Regions from separate parts of the Pan troglodytes genome. Here region 2 is linked to region 1. A link is a contact called in public HiChIP or PLAC-seq data. All regions are on one chromosome and are shown on one strand. Each heading gives the region's core, a stretch centred on a gene start, on an enhancer-like site or on the middle of the called end of the contact. The rest is flanking DNA. Distances are from core to core; before and after follow the strand shown. Region 1 holds the start of PNMA1 (PNMA family member 1). Region 2 holds the start of PTGR2 (prostaglandin reductase 2).

Evidence for each region. HiChIP or PLAC-seq counts read pairs in DNA pulled down with a chosen protein or histone mark.
Region 2: a contact with region 1 is called in an H3K4me3 HiChIP or PLAC-seq map of stem cell-derived excitatory neurons, with 4 times the contacts expected there. The contact joins the promoter of PTGR2 here to the promoter of PNMA1 in region 1. A contact is called at or near these places in 1 of 7 Hi-C or Micro-C datasets (stem cell-derived neural progenitor cells) and 1 of 1 datasets of contacts at active chromatin or transcription factors (stem cell-derived excitatory neurons).

The regions. Positions count from the first base shown.
Region 1 is chr15:71,671,769-71,674,468 of NHGRI_mPanTro3-v2.0_pri, forward strand. PNMA1 (PNMA family member 1) reads right to left here and starts at 1,297. Exons shown (of 1, transcript NM_001348394.1): 1 at 1-1,297. The coding sequence starts at 541. It overlaps MIDEAS (mitotic deacetylase associated SANT domain protein), which reads right to left. Exons shown (of 13, transcript XM_016926382.3): 13 at 2,030-2,700.
Region 2 is chr15:71,808,868-71,811,567 of NHGRI_mPanTro3-v2.0_pri, forward strand. It overlaps PTGR2 (prostaglandin reductase 2), which reads left to right and starts at 1,408. Exons shown (of 10, transcript XR_010151214.1): 1 at 1,408-1,600. It overlaps LOC129136931 (putative uncharacterized protein encoded by LINC00269), which reads left to right. Exons shown (of 3, transcript XM_054665863.1): 3 at 1,545-1,636. The coding sequence ends at 1,636.

The sequences.
Region 1 (2,700 bases), core at 47-2,546:
GCCAGGGATCAAAGGTTTCCTCTCCAGGCCCTGGGATGTCCCTCCCCGAGAAAAGTGTCAGCCTCTTGTACCATATGGACTCAACAAGAGGCTGAATAACATTATCCAAAATATAGTTTAGCATCTCTGCTGGCATCTCTGGGCCCGGGGTCGGAGTAGGGTTCTGAAACCCAAGGACACGGGCAACATCTTGCACGGTCCACCCCTCTCTAGCTAGGAAGAGGTGCAATCTTTCTAAAAATTCAGCATCAGAAGTTGGGGGCTTAAATAACACTTTCCAGACCCCTCCTTTGCCCGGCATCTCCCTGGGGATCGCGGCGTAATCTACAGCGCCAGTGAGCTCTAATAAGGCTGCTTTCGCATTTTCTTCCCTCCAGAACATTCTCCCAAGCATTCGGTAGGAGACCTGGGGCATCGCAGCCTGGAGGGTCTCTTCGATTTCAGCCTCATCACAGTTCACTGGGATGCCCCAGACTAACAGAGCTCTCTGGGAGTTCACATCCATCCCCCGGCACCAGTCTTCCAACAGTGTCATCGCCATTTTCTCAACTATCAAGACGCCAAATTCTAGCAACAGACTGTGGCTCACCGTGCTCCTGGCCTTAGAACAATACCAGACACTCCCACCAAGTAGGCCCGAGGGAGGCGACCTTCATGCAGTCACGATTAACAAAGAGTCCTGATCTCGCCCTTCTCTGACCCCACAGTCAGTCCGTAGGTGCACTCGGAGCCGAGCTCGGGGACGCTGAGGCAGTCACGCGGCCGTCGCCATCTTGCGTCTGGGTCTGGGTCCGGTCGGGTCCGCCGCCTGCAGCAGGGGCGTCGCGTCGTCGTGCAGCGGGCGAGGAGCGACGGCGGGCGGCGAAGGCAGGCGCGCTGGGCCGAGAGCCGCCGGGGTGTGGTCGCGGGGCGTGGCCGCCGGGCGCTCGCTGCGGCTCCTGGAGAGGATCGGGCGTTCGCGGTCGCAGCCTGGTCTTCCCGCCGGCGAGGAGCGGCCGTTTGGGAGACTAGCCAGAGGGAGAAACTGTGCCGAAGTCGCGGCGGCTGCGGGCCAGCGGAAAGCGGCTTCTTGGCGGGCGCGGGGACTCCTCTGGGCGGGCGGCGAGGACGGCCGAGGACCAGAAACGAAGGCAGCAGAGGAGCAGGAAAGTCGGAGAAGCGAGGCTGGAGACAGCAGAGGCGAGGGTGGGAAGGGGCGGCCGCGGCGGCCCGCAGCGGTTCAGGCGCTGCGCGGCTGCCCTGGCGTCCAGTCCTACCCGCAACCCGCCGCGACGTTACTGCTGCAGTGGAGGATGGGGCCAGCCGGCGAGCGGCGTCCGCCCCGCCCCGCCGCGTCCCGCCCCGTCCCGCCCCCGCGGCGGAGCTGCTCGGGCGTCTCCATGGCAACGGTGTCACAGCCGGCGCGAGGCACGCCTGCTCCGGCGGCTCGCGGGAGTCGAGCGGTTGCCATGGAGCCAGCGAGGGGCTCGGACATTTGTTTCTCTGATGGCGCATTTCCTTTTTCATAATTTAGCATTTTAACAGTAAACAACTACTACTAAGCACCGTGTTTTAAAAATAATAACCCAATCCTGGAGTGGATTTAAGATGATATTGTTGGAAATGCATCCCTCATGGTGGACTTGTCTACTCGGGTTGCTCAGCCAGTCCACCCTGCACGTGAAAATACTCTCCTCAGAACCCTGGCTTCCCGTTGCCCCTGACCACACTGTGCACCCTGCATATTTCATCCCAATGAAGCCAAAATGTCGGAGTGCGCCATTTCTGTGTATTTGTGTGAGACACGGAGTTTAGACTCTTTCTTGTCTAAAATTTTGTAAAAATCTGTCTGTGTCTACTGAGTCATCTTTTAGCCAGGCAAACATTAGTGTATTATTTTCCTTTTCCTGGCTGGCATCATTGACAATAGGCTGCTAAAAGAGAATCCTTATGGTTCAAAAATGTCGAGTAATCTCCCTGCAAGCAAGACAAGGCGCACTTACATCAACCCCAGATGGTGAAAATCCCAAGAGAACAAAGCATTCAACTCTGAATTTTTAAAACCTTATTTAATAAAAGGTTTAAAGATACAGAAGAACATTCAAAAGTAAATAAGTTACATAGGTACATTACAATCACATCAGCAAGATTCTTTAGTGTATTAATTTTCTTATAAAAAGCACACAAAAAATAAAATCTTCAGTCTCTATCACAACTGTACAGCAAAAGAGGTAATATTTATATATGTACACTATTTTAATATGTAACAGTCTTTTTAAAAAAGGATGCCACAGGCAGCAAACACACAAAAGGCAGTGTCTGATCATTTTTGTTTCAAAATAAAAGGAATATACTTATTTATATGCTATTAAAATATTTGTACAATAATTACAGACTGTCAAGGCTGTTCCTGTGCTCTGTCCCCTCCAACAAGGCCTTCAACTTAGAGACAAATGAGGAAAAAGTGAAACAGCTGCAAATTGTTAGAGGCAAATATTAACATAGCAAAATGTGGGGAGGACACAATTGTTTTATAAAAATATCCCTACTTCCTGTAAACCTATGGAGTTAGGCTTGCCAGTCTGATAATAAATACCGTCCCAGAAAAGCGAGCCCCAGTGAAAACAACTAAACAGGATGAGGCTTGAGTATGTGTTGTATTCCTCCTTCATCTTAACATCTGGCACATGAGAAGAAAGAGGTTAGGTCACTGAGGCAGTT
Region 2 (2,700 bases), core at 158-2,657, 140 kb after region 1:
TTTTGGGAACTCATTTTGGCGAGAAAAATCACACTTGTTACAAGGAGTTCACAGACCCTAGAATCAAGAGAGCTAAAACTAATTAATACACATATATTTTAAAATTTTGAGACAAGGTATCAGTCTGTCACCCAGGCTGGAGTGCAGTGGTGTGATCAAGGCTCGCTGCAGCCTACTGAGCAGCTGAGAGACTACCAGCAAGCACCACCACACCTAGCTAATTTCATTTTATTTTTTATTTTTTGAAGAAATGCGGTTTCACCACGTTGCCCAGGCTGGTCTCGAACTCCTGACTCGAGCAATCCACCTGCCTCTGCCTCCCAAAGGTCTGAGATTACAGGCGTGAGCCACTGCGTCCAGCCCCAAAACTAATTTAATATTGCAGGGCTTCTTTTCTATTTTGAAAGAGTGTTTCTTTTAAATCAAGTTCTAGATTACCTTTATTTTATACTACTTTTTGTCTATTTGAGCATTTTATTTTTCATCATTTGGTTTAAGTCATTACAAAAGGCATTGAAGGTCTGTCTACCTGTCCATGACAGATAAAAGAGATTAGCTCCTGTCTGAAAATGTTTGCAAAGTAGTGTAATTCTCCTAGTCCTTCCTAAAGCTTTCCCAAAGAAGCAAAAATATTCAGACATAAAGCTACCAGGAACTCCAACCTGTTTGATCACTATTCCCTTGCTCACCAACCTAGTCATCTTTCAGCTACTCCATGCATGACTTGTGCTGAGCTATTAGCTCCCACATGAATACAAGCAATTCTTATACCTGCCTAATTCAGATGATCTTTCTTAGGGTTTGAAGTCCCTGGGGATCCGAAGCTGTCCTAGGTATACACTTCTCTCAACCCAGTCCAGCACAAAAGGAGACGACTAACGATGAATGAAATTGAGAAATCAGCCCACACTGGTAATCTTGGAGGAATCTGGTATTCTTCGTGAAATAAAAGAGGCGCAAAGGGGCCCTGGATTAGGGTCCGGAGAGAGGGGTTTTATCCCAGCACTGCCCCTAACCAGCTGAAAGGTAGGTGGTCCAAACACATCAGCTCTCCAAGACTCAGTTTCCCCATCTATAAAACAAGGAGTAGGCTTGACGGTCCCTGTCTCACTATAATTTCCCAATCGAGGTTCAGGGAGAAATCCACACAACTAATAAAACTTCTTCACGGACTGCTAAATGTGAACTCACTGGTCAAGGCTGCAAGATTTGCTCTTTGGGTCAAGGCAGTAGGGGCGGCCACAAGGAACCAATCTCAGTTAAGTTATTAATGCACTTTGCCCAGACTAGTAACTCTCCCCTGACGTTCCGCATTTCCCTTGCTTCTCCCGGAAACGTGGGGCGCCCCGGAATCCTAAACTTCCAATCCCTAAGCTTCCAAACCCCGCCCCTGGGAGGGGAGGGGGCGCGGAGCCGGGCCTAGTCGCGCGCCTGCGTACTGCGGTCAGAGGGCCGAGGCCTGGGGGCGAGCTGGGGTCGTGCAGTACAGCCTCTTTCCGGCAAATCACGCGAGATTTCGTTCACCCTGCCTCCACGACGGTCAGTGACGCGCGAGCGGCTGCAGCGACTGTGCCTCCCGAAGCTGCTTCGGGCCCCAGCGGTGAGGGAGAAGACTCTCAACCAGGGTGACTTCTAGGTGTCCTCCCGGAGCTACCGGGGACACTGGCGTTATTGCCCGGAACACTGAGATAGGGAATGCTCGAGAAGCAGAAGCAGGTTTTGGGGTTTTTTTTTGAATTACTGGGGGAAAGCAACCTGAGGTTTTGACGTAATTGTGTTTGAGGTGCCTCTGAAACTTTCATTTAACACAGATTTGTTGAGCACGTACCATGTGCCGGGCATAGGGGATTGGACTCACATTTTTGTGTGTGTGTGACGGAGTCTCGCTCTGTCTGTCGCCCAGGTTGGAGTGCAGTGGCGCGATCTCGGCTCACTGCAGCCTCCATCTCTCGGGTTCAAGCGATTCTCCTGCCTCAGCCTCCCGAGTAGCTGGAATTACTACTACGCCCGGATAATTTTTTGTATTTTTGGTAGAGACGAGATTTCACCGTGTTAGCCAGGATGGTCTTGATCTGCTGACCTCGTGATCTGCCTGCCTCGGCCTCTCAGAGTGCTGGGATTACAGGCCTGAGCCACCGCGCCCGGCCTGGATTCACATCATTGAACAAAGCAGACGAGTCCTTATCCTCTTAGCGCTGACGAGCTGGGCAGTTAGTTTGAAATTCTGGGCTAGAGACGCAAATTATTATTAATTTCCATATAAAGTGGTTGGTAGGAGGAGCCACAGGGCTCAGGGAGGTCACTGAGAAAGGGAAGAGCAAGATAGGAATCTCCACATGCAAGACTTCGAGAGGGGAAGGGGGAGACCAGAAAACCGGAAGGGGAGGAGAAGACTGGCAGAGAGATCCAGAAAGACACGTGGTTTGTTTGTTTGTTTTTTGAGACAAAGTCTCGCTCTGTTGCCCAGGCTGGAGTGTCCTGGCTGGATCTCGGCTCACTGCAGCCTCAATCTCCTGGGCTCAGGCAGTTCTCCAGCTTCAGCCTCCCGTGTAGCTGGGACTATAGGCGCCCACCACCACGCTTAATTTTTGTATTTTTAGTAGAGCGGGGTTTTGCCATGTTGGCCAGACTGGTCTCGAATTCCTGGCCTCAAGTGAGCCTCCCACCTCAGCCTCCCAAAGTGCTGGAATTACAGGTGTG